Regions from separate parts of the Cricetulus griseus genome. Here region 2 is linked to region 1. Evidence: chromatin contacts called from public Hi-C data. All regions are on one chromosome and are shown on one strand. The core of a region is the stretch at or near the end of the contact, and the rest is flanking DNA. Distances in the headings are between cores, read along the strand shown.

Region 1 (5,347 bases), core at 2,584-5,083:
ATGTTTTAAAAAGTGGTAACTCAACAATCTAACCTTTGGGGACCAGGGATATAGCTCTATTGGCAGAGTGCTCATAAGGCACTGGGTTTGATCACCAGCACAACCCAAAAACCTGGTCTAAACTTAACAGTCTTTGAACAATCTGGCATGAGCCCACAGTAAGTGAATCTAACTTAAAAAAAATATATGCCTACAAATCTAAAGTGGAATACTCTAAAAAATGTAGCAATTATGGATGTCTCATGTGGTCTACATGATATTGGAATGTAACTAAGTTAAATTACATTACTCTGGGCACATAGCTATTCATATGTAATAAATCACTTATATGAGGGAAAGAAACCCGCCCCCCAACTCAGACCTACCAGAACCAATTTTACTTACTTCCAAACTGAGAGAGAGAGGCACTTTCCAGCATGATACCTTTCCACCTGTACAAGGTCGCCCCACCTCTCTCGGATTAACATCAGAGTCTGGGAATGTAGCACTTCTAATTGAAGTGATAAGCAGAAACAATCTGATTTATGTTAAGAAAATCCAATATAACATGTTAAATAAGCAGCAAATAAGCACAGGCAAATGTCATCTAACAAGGAATCTATGCCCAAAAAGCTGGCAATGAAGAAATTTTTTGGAATCATTTTTGTCTAATGACTCATCCTAAATAAGACAAAATTTGTGGTTTTCTAAAATTATATTCTCAAATGACAAATCATAAGTAGTAGTAATGTGACATAATTTTAGAAAAAGGGCTGATAATTTTGACCTAAATAAACAAAACTAGATCCAGGTTTATCCCTTTATTCATCACTGTTTAGAAAATACAAATTGATCAATACATTTTCAGACCAAAATGGTACCTTTTTGGAACATGTTCTCATTATGTAATGCAAGCTGGCTTTGTTACTAACTACACAGCCTTGCCTCTCAGATGCTGGGATTATAGGCATGTACAAACTTGGCCAGCAAACAATACTATTTCAAAGTAATCAATTTTAGGAGTTGCCTGCAAAGTCAGGGATAAAATTTAAAACCTGTCTTATTATACATGTATCATTAATGTTCACACTGACTGGCTCTACATGTCTATTTCTACCCAAAAAAAGTGAGGGATGGGAAGGAGAGGCCAGACTACAACATTTCAGGACAAAGGGTAAACAGAAAATATAATGGAAAGAGGGAAACAAAATCCTTACAGTACATGTCTCAAATTTCAGAAGGATACGTAAACAGTTGTACATGTCCTGGAGAGGTTTCTCATCAGCAAAAAGCCTAGACTGCACCAATTGATGGATAAAGTCGATTTGCATGCTATGAACCAAAGCTCGGCCATCTACCATCGGCAGAAGAAAAGAAGGCAGTTAATTAAAAAAGAGAAGTCACTGTTATAGCATTAACCAAGGAAGTATATACTAAAAATGAATGTAAAATTTAAAAAAGGGGACCTGGGATTATCCTGAGAAAACTATAGAATATTATACATTAAGAAACACTGAAATTTCCCCAATCAGTAGGTAATTATGCTTATCAAAAGTTTGCTTCAAATTACAGAATAATTTGCTACACAGTTTTCTGCAGGAATACTTCAATAAGAATGCCAAGACCATAAATGATGGATGGATGGATGGATGGATGGATGGATGGATGGATGGATGTTTAAGGGGGAAAAAAGAATACCAAAACCAGTACTATGATGATTTACCTCCTGTTTCCTTATCTTCAACTAGAATTTCAAGTTTGAGAAGGCGCCATGGAACTTCTGGATCATCACCCATTACTGTCAAAGTTGCTTCAAATTCTCCTTCAACTCGGAACTTCACACGGCCATTTGCTTTTAGAAGAGGAAGAAGAGGACACTGCTTTAAAACAATAAGCTTCTGGATAATCTCCAAGTTTCAGTTTCATTTATAAGACATTTTACATGGACTATAAGTTTTGTCCTAAGTGTTGAACCAAGTCAATAGTTCAGACACAGACAGTAGCCAATGTCTAGGTCATTAAGAAACCAAAGGCAGGCTGGAGAGATGGCTCAGAGTTTAAGAGCACCAACTGCTGCTCTTCCAGAGGTCCTAAGTTCAATTCCCAGCAACCACATGGTAGCTCATAACCATCCGTTATGAGACCTGGTACCCTCTTCTGGTGTGTAGATGTACATGGAAGCAGAATATTATATACATAATAAATAAATAAAATCTTTAAAAAGGAAAGAAAGAAAGGAAGAAACCAAAGGCAACTCTTCCTACATACAAATCAACAGCACAGCATGTTTTCCAGGCTTAACTTTGGGGCCTCTTTTCTCTTCCAACCTCAGGTAATCACACTCACTCCCCACCCCCACTGCAATTATCAGCACATTATTTTTAGGTACTAAAAACAGAACAATTATGGATAGCAAATCATAGATTCAAATACCATAAAACTTAAAACTTTATTTACCTGTTCTTTCAAGAAAAGGACATTTAAGAAAATATTTTTTTTTTAAGATTTATTATGTATGCAGTGTTCTGCCTGCATGTTCGCCTACATGACAGAAGAGGGCACCAGATCTCATTACAGATGGTTGTGAGCCACCATGAGGTTGGCAGGAATTGAACTCAAGACCTCTGGAAGGGCAGCCAGTGTTATTAACCTCTGAGCCATCTCTAAAGGCCAAGAATATTCTTTTTTCAAGACAGGGTATCTTTATGTAGCCTTGGCTGTTCTGGAACTAGCTCTGTGGACCAGGCTGGCCTCCAACTCACAAAGACCAGCCTGCCTCTGCCTCCTGAGTGCTGGGATTAAAGACATGCACCACCACTGCCCAGCCAGGCCAAGAAAATATTCTCTCTCTCTCTTTTATTTTGTTTGTTTGTTTGAGACAGGGTTTCTCTGTGTAGCAGCCCTAGGTGTCCTGGAACTAGTTCTGTAGACCAGGCTGGTCTCAAACTCACAGAGATCCACCTTCCTCTGCCTCTCAAGTGCTGGGATTAAAGGCATGCGCCACCACTGATCAGCACAAGAAAATATTCTTACAAAAAAAAATTTTAGGTACATACCCACTGTAAGATTTGCTAGCTGTGGAGGAAGATCTGTTGTTACAAGCCTATGTCTAAGAATCTGATTAAGCTGATGAAGTGTGGCTTGTTTCTCAATTTTGGTAATTGGGTCTGGAGGAATAATTTTATCCTACAAAAAAAAAGAATCTTTAAAATAATATGCAAAAGATGAAATTGTTTACTTGCACTTGTCTTTATACATGTTCTTACTTTACTCAAGAGGACAATACCTATTTCTGTTGTCTACATCCAATAATAGAGACTCTGCATTTGAGTATAATTCTGTAACCTTGGTAAAACCATGTTCTTTATAACAAGTTAATATTACTAATGAGTTCCTCCATTTCCTAAATGTACAGAATACAATAGCACAAAATCATTCAATCTACCATAATACATTTTGAATGCACTTCCAAAATGCTACCACTACGCAATTATTTTCATACTTCAAATAGAAGCTAAATGATATTTGTACATCTGCTTACTCCCAACAAGGACAGGAAAGGGGGAGAAAATGAAGGAGAAAAAAGAGGAAAGAACAGATTCCCCAGATCGATATCTACTCATATCATGACCCCAATTTATTTCAAGCTACCACACTTTTACTTCTAGATTAAAAAAAAAAAAAAACTACATAAACTAGCTTTTAAAATATGGATTTTTCCTATGCTACATAATCCAAACCCAAAGCCTTCAGCTTTTATGAGTACAGAGAGGAGCAAACCACTTACCCTGATACAGGTTGGAAGCCGTGGATAAGAGCCAGTAGTCAGCACATCAATGGCATATGGGATAGCAAAACTAGGCAGGCGTGCGTGGACCAGTGCATCTCTAGCTAATGAGGCCAAGCGATCAGCAGTGTCCACAAACAAGATAGCTTGCTGATCTAAAAAGCTTGAGATCATCTTTAAAGCAAAGAGTAAATAAGCTGCCTTAAAAATTGTTTTCTTAAATATCATTTATATACTCCAAAGCAAGTTTCAAAAGATATCAAAATAGGTAGTTTCATATTTATTTGAAGAAGTATCTATCTCTATGACATTAAAATAGTATTTTTTCATTTCTCCACTTTTGACATCACTCATACATAATATCAAATTTTAGGAAGAGAATAAAGTAAAATGTTTTTACTCTGACAGACTTCTAGTACTAGGTGTCAATGAAGTAGTTAAAATCATGGACTCAAAAAAAAAAAAAAACAATGAAACAAAACAAAAACAAAAACAAAAAAAAACAAAAAAAACAAAAAAAATCATGGACTCCTTGACTGCCTTGATCTAAATTTTAAATCTGTAATTTACTAGCCCTGTCTGCTTGGGCAAAAATGTTAACCTTTCTAAACCTAAGGTTTTCAACAGTAAAATGGAGGTAATGATTCCCAACCTCATGAAGTTGTTCTGAGAATTAAATACATTTCTAGCCTTCAGAACATAGTAAACACTCAGTACATACTGGCAGTACTTTCTGCACAATACAGAAATTCTTTCTACCAGTTCTCTATGCAGTGCAGTAGTGAGTAGAGTAGAGAGAGTAGGCTAAAAAACTATCTCCTTTAAACCTTTAATTCTGTTTTACATCAATACCTAGTATTCCTTTCTCTCATGTCCTTCAAACAAGCTTCTGATGGACAACTTAAACCCTGTCACCCAGAATTAATGTAATAGAGCATCATACAAAGACAGTGATCTGTATCTTTTTCCTCTTCTAGCTATTTTATTATCTAATTTCTACAACTCTAAAATTACTATCACCTTAGAGGTGAGAAAAGTTGATTCACAAGTGAAGACCTTGTTTCAAAGAAACAGAGCTTAATATTAGAAAAGCTAAAACCAGAAAATGGAGATCTGCCTGCCTCTGCCTCCCAAGGGCTAAGATTAAAGGTGTGTGCCACCACTGCTGTCCAGGCTTTTTATTTGTTCCCACTATACAGCTTAACACAAAAGAAATGCTACCTTTTATAACTAGTGCCATGTTCTATCAATGCCACCAACACTAACTTCTTATTCATAGCCATGATAGTACTAAAACACAGTCTCAACTGCTAAACTGGTTTAACTCAGATTTAGGACATTTTAAAAATCTTATTGGGGCTGGAGAGATGGCTCAGCAGTGAAGAGCACTGGCTGCTGTTCCAGAGGACCCAGGTTCAACTCCCAGCACCCAAATGGCAGCTTACAACTCTCTGTAACTCCACTTCCAGGGAACCTGACAACCATGGCAAAACACCAATGCACATTAAAAAAAAAAAAAAAGACAGAAGAATCTTGTTGCTCCAGGCGGTGGTGGCACTTGCCTTTAATCCCAGTACTCAG
Region 2 (5,663 bases), core at 53-2,552, 74 kb after region 1:
CCAGCCTCCCCACTGTCTCATCCCATGGATAGGAAGAAAGCTCTGCTGCCTCCCCTTCTGAGCCTGCTCTTGTCTTCATTGCCCCTGCCTGTCTCAACTGCCTGCCCCTTTGGACCCTGGACCCAGTGGAGTTGATGGACTAGAGGTGTTTTCTGTGCTGTGGATTCAGTGGGGAGTTGTGGGGGGAGGGCCACTCTCCTCCCTTGGGCCAAAGGCCCCTTCCCTTGGCGCTCTGTTCCCATCCACCTCCCTCCGTGGCTCTTGGGCCTTTGCTGTGACCCAGGCCAGCGAGGCAGCCAGGCTGTGCTGGAAACGAACAGGAGTGGAGAGAAGAAGCCAGCAGTGTTGAGCCTCAGGAGCTTCCCTCTCCTCATGACCATGGCCATCCCTCTCCCTATTTGAGCATCTGCCCTGGAGCTGAGAGGAACCTCAGCTGTTGCCATGAAATGCCCCCTAACCCGGCCCTCGGGAGTGGGGACCAACAGACAGCTTCTCCCAGCCTTGAGCTGTTGCTGTACCCCTGAAGATCAGCCAGCTCTGATTTTATAAAATGTAAAACCTCAAAAAAAATGTTTACCTCTCCTGCAGAGGACCACCCAACATGGGTGTTAAGTTCCCAACACCCATGTTGGGTGGCACACAACTGCAGGTAGCTCCAGCTTCTAGGAGATCTGATGCCCTCTTCTGGCCTCTGAGGGCAGGTGCACACACTTGGCATTTACTCACACAGAATTCAAAGTGATTTTCAAAAACAAAGTGTGGGGAGCACGTGACCAAAAGAAGTTATTCTGCCAACAGACCAGATTGGTCCTGGTCTCTAAGGCAGTCCCTTATTCTCCAATACAGTCTTTATTCACATCATTTTCATCTTGTGTTATTGTTGTGCACAACGGGCTAACCTCAGACAAACCGAATCACTTCCCCCACACAGGCCTGATTTGCATTTAAAAGCCAAGGCTGAAAAGGAGAATTCCTTTTGCCAAAGAGGAATTTCAAGCATCTGTCGCAGGCAAGCATGATGAAAAGGGTGGGGGGGGGAGGAGAAAGAAAAAATTTAAAGGGCCAGAGACAGTTTTTCTCAGAGCTACTACCAAATCATTCCACAGAAGCAGGGAATTTTATTTTGATCCTAAGTAGCAAAGACAGCCAGCCTGAGGACTTGGACGAAGTCCCTAAGGGAGCTGGAATTTGGAAAGGCAATGCAAGCGAAAGCTGAAGTTTGAAAAGCTGAAGCTCCTGCTCTAACCGAGTCTCCGCCCCTTCCCCCCACGTTTGGGCAAAAGGCTGCTGCCAGCCGCGTCCGGGATCCGGTCCAAGCAGAATGTTGTCAGCAGCATCAGGCGGCCTGGCCGCAGGGTCCTCCCACCCTTTGCCTTTGGATGGGCATTATTAGCTAGAAAAATGCTCCACGTTTTTCTTGTTCGTGTGGTGTAACCTGCTCGATGCAGACGCGCAACCTTTCTCCAGTAATTACCTCCTACGCTTGGGAAAATTTCAATCTCCCGCCCCCCTCTTTTCATTACAGCATCCAATTCAGGAAACTAGTTTGTGTCTCCTAGGACAAAGAGACAGCCTTTCCGATTGCAATGACACGCTTCTTTCTTCCCACCATTCCTCCAGTGAAGGGGACGTGACGACCTCCAGTCTCACCGTTTCTGAAATCAAACGGACAGGCTGGTCTCCCTTTTCCACTCTGAAAATCTGCTACTAAATTGATGGGCAGCTAATGACCATTGACCGGTTTCTGGAAATAGAGGGAAGGTGTACCACAGAAATATCCCCCTATCCATTTATACCGGGCCTGCCTAGCAGGAATGAGGATATTGTAAAGAGATAAGCAGGCTATTGAAACAATAAACACCCCTAAAATTGAAATTTTCCTAGGAACCTCGTGCTCTGAAAAGGAAAGGCTGAGACCCTAGAATGGAGGGAGGAAAAGTCTGTTTTGTCAGGTGATCTTGCAGGAGAGACTGGAGCTGAGAGAGTAACCATGAGGAAAACGGGGTGGGGGGCACATGGGGGAGGGCAAGACCAGAGGACAGAGAGATGGATTTCTTCCCCTTTCCCAAGGTGGTCACACTGAATGAATCTCCTTTTTCTGACCCCACCCCTTTTCTTTTTGAGACAGGGTCTCTGTAATAGCCCTGGCAGGCCTGTAATTACGTAGACCAGGTTGACCTCGAACTCACAGAGATCCTACAGCCTCTACCTCTGGATTAAAGCCATGCACCACCACACCCAGGTAATCTGGATCTTTTACTTGGTTTATTAAGGACCAGTAGCTGGGCCTGGCTTGGGGCACAAGTTGTGACCCCCAAGTTTGATAATAAAACAAAGCACAAAGCTAGCTTGTGTGTCATACTACAACCCAATTCTAGCCAATAAAATGTGTGGAAGGTTCATTTGTGTGCCAGTTCCCTGGGGTCCACAGAGCTGAAGAATTGGATTCTGCCAACTCACATTGAAGCACACAGGGAGCTGACTCTAAGACGGTAAGGGAAAAAAAAATAATCAAAACCCCTTCTTTAACTAGCTCACCACAGTCAGGAGGAAGTCTACAAGCAATTATAAAATGCAGTGATAAGAGCGGGCAGAGCAAGAAACAATAGAACTTCCTGTGAGGAATGGGAATCTGAAGCTCCTTGGAGAACACTTTAATAGCATTCAAATCTTCTGCCTTATTCCACAGTAAAAAACAGACTCCATTTTTAAGAAATAGGCTTTTACTTTTTAATTACTGTTTTTTCAAGACAGGGTTTCTCTGTGTAGCTGTGGAGCCTGTCCTGGAACTCACTCTGTAGACCAGACTAGCCTTGAACTCCCAGAGATCCTCTGCCTCTGCCTCCCGAGTGCTGGGATTAAAGGCGTTCGCCACCAACGCCCGGCAAACACAGCAACTCTTATAAAGAAAAACATTTCATTGGGGGGGCTTAGAGTTTCAGAGGTTCAGTCCATTATCATCATGGCAGGGAGCATGGCAGCGCTTTGGCAGACAGTGCTGGAGGAGGAGCTGAGAGTTCTACATCTGGGTCCACGGGCAGCAGAAGCAACTATATGTTATTCTGAGCATAGTTTGAGCAAAGGAGACCTCAAAGCCCACCCAACAAGGTCACACCTACTCCAACAAGGCCACACCACCTAACAGTGTCACTCCCTATGGGGGACCATTTTCTCTCCACCACCACAGCCAATGCTTTAGGCTTTAAGTCTTTCTCTAAAGACTCCCTTCCCTTATGTGGCTGCTTCTCCATGCTGTCTTTGACTGCCTCCCCAGCTTAAATGGAATGGTGTTTCCTCCTCATCTCCATTGTCCTCCTCTGGGCAGCTGCTGAGACCTGACCTAACAATTTTTCTTCTCTTTATTTATTTATCTGTTTTTATTTTATGCACGTTGTTGTTTTGCCTGCATGTGTGTCTGTGTGAGGGTGTCAGATCTTGGAGTTACAGACAGTTGTGAGCTGCCATATGGGTGCTGGGAATTGAACCCTGGTCCTCTGGAAGAACCGTCAGTGCTCTTAAGCACTGAATCATCTCTCCAGCCCCGAATTTTTCTTTTTAAAAAATGATTTATTCACTTTTCATTTCATGTGCAATGATGTTTTGCTTGCATGAATGTCTGTATAAGACTGTCAGATCTCCTGGAACTGGAGCTACAGACAGTTGTGAGCTGCCATGTGGGTGCTGGGAATTGAACCCGGGTTCTCTGGAACAACAGCCAGTGTGCTCTTAACCACTGAACCATCTGTCCAGCCCCTGATTTTTTTTTAACTCCAATAAAAATCATCCTTGGGCTCCTGTTTAAGTTCATTCTTAACTTCTTTTATTAATGAGACTAAGAGCCTCAAGGAGGACCGCAATTCTCCCTGTATACAGAGAAACCGTATCTTTTGAGGAAGGTGGGAAGATGGCTCAGGCTCACTGGGTGACAGTGCTTGCTGCACAAGCACAGGTCTGGCCTTTGGATTCCCAACAGCCACATAAAAGCTGAGCATGGCGGGGAGATGGGCCAATCTGGATCCCGGGAACCCAAGTAAAAGCCAGATTCTGTGATTCCTTTCAGTTATACCAGTGTGTGTGTGTGTGGGGGGGGGTCCCCTGCAAGATTTCAGGCCAGCTAGCAAGTTACAAGACATTTTGTGGTGCCCCACCTGGGTAACACAAGGTACTGGGGAAATTGAGATTCCCCTCTTGGAATTCTTACTCTTGTTAATTAACTAATTGAAGAATTTAAGAGAAAAGCAACAGGACAGGCAAGCTGGGAAGCTTGGCAGTTGTCAGAAGGCCAGAGGAAGAGGAAAGTCATGCTATTTGAGTTAAGCAGTCATGGTTAACAGTGGAAGGCAGCCACTTAGTGGACCAGGAGTCACACAGCAGGGGGTGGGGTTACAAGGAGTGATTAAGTCCTTGGTGCTAGAGAGTGCCCTGTGGCTGCCCTTGGCCACCACAACTAAGTCTGAGTATCGGGCAAAAGCCTGGAGATTTGGATGAACCACAAGATGCCTGGACCTTTTCTGAGAGAAAGTCCCTCTCCTTTATTGTGGAGCAGCCTTATATACAAACTTACAAAACTCCCAGGTCAAAGGGTTCACAACAGGATATTGATACTAGTGGGGTGAGGTCAGGAAAACAGGAGGTACCTGTGGTTATGCTGGAAAACAACTCTTAGAGACCCCATGGGGGCTGGGTCCCAACAGTGCCCAAGATCAGGCCAGTACTGTGAGTACTTTCTTTTAGACAGAAAGTACTTTGCTTTTACTCAAGGGGGAGTCATGCCTGATATGTGTGTGTGTGTGTGTATGTGTGTGTGTGTGTGTGTGTGTGTGTGTGTGTGTGTGTGTGTGTATGTATGTATGTATGTATGTATATTCGTTTGAGAATTTTCTTTTGTTTGTTTGGAGACAGGGTTTCTCTGTGTAACAGCCCTGACTGTCCTGGAACTCACTTTGTGAACCAGGCTGGCCTCAAACTCAGAAATCCACCTGCCTCTGCCTCCCGAATGCTGGGATTAAAGACATGAGTGAGCCACCACCTGTCTTTTCAACAGGGTATTTTAAGATACCCAGGATGTTTATCTAAGGGGAGGTGGAATACTCCTTCACCTCCTTAAGACAGTAAGTAAACAAGTCCCAATAGCTTCAGGAAGTCCTTGAAACTAACCAAGCTCAGTAAGTCTGCCTAACCCCAATAGTACATAAGCAATAAAGACTGCTGATAGGCACTCTCAGACAACCGGAGCCACTTGGAAGAGACTCAGGCCGAACAAGCTGGAAGAAACAGCCTTCAGAGCCAGGTAGCCTAGCAGAAGCAGACACCAGCCCAGCTGCCTGGAAGGGGCTCAGATGAACTGAGCACTTGGAAAGGACACCCTCCAACCCGTTGAGCTGCCTGCAGGCTGTGCAGTGTGCTCTAGGTTTCCAGCTTTCCTGAGCTGTCCCCCATGCTGGGGTGAGATTTGGTGATCCTGCTGTGAGCCATTTCTGCTCCTGTAAGTAGCTCCAAGATATCTCATTGGTTCACCAAGTTGGACTTTGGTAGCATCCATACATTGGTCTGTCTTTGGTTTCCTCTCTGAGGTGAGCAGATGTTTGTTCATGTCACCCCAGAAATCATGTCACACACGCATACATACATACAAGCATGACCCATTTAAGGCTGAGCACTTT

The links. Hi-C and Micro-C count contacts between places; a contact is called where the count stands out from the background.
Region 2: a contact with region 1 is called in a Hi-C map of liver, with 2.2 times the contacts expected there. The contact joins two enhancer-like sites. A contact is called at or near these places in 2 of 8 Hi-C or Micro-C datasets (the CHK-Q cell line and liver).

Annotation. Positions count from the first base shown.
Region 1 is chrX:118,345,893-118,351,239 of CriGri-PICRH-1.0, forward strand. It overlaps Med14 (mediator of RNA polymerase II transcription subunit 14), which reads right to left. Exons shown (of 32, transcript XM_027433168.2): 5 at 3,767-3,940; 6 at 3,036-3,165; 7 at 1,703-1,831; 8 at 1,226-1,333; 9 at 385-517. Among named protein-coding and RNA genes, the nearest start is that of Med14, 13 kb to the right of the region's middle. Within about 2 kb of position 3,834, at least 1 of the 6 cell types and tissues checked has open chromatin away from gene starts, as enhancers often do.
Region 2 is chrX:118,422,844-118,428,506 of CriGri-PICRH-1.0, forward strand. It overlaps the pseudogene LOC100769152. Among named protein-coding and RNA genes, the nearest start is that of Med14, 64 kb to the left of the region's middle. Within about 2 kb of position 1,303, at least 2 of the 6 cell types and tissues checked have open chromatin away from gene starts, as enhancers often do.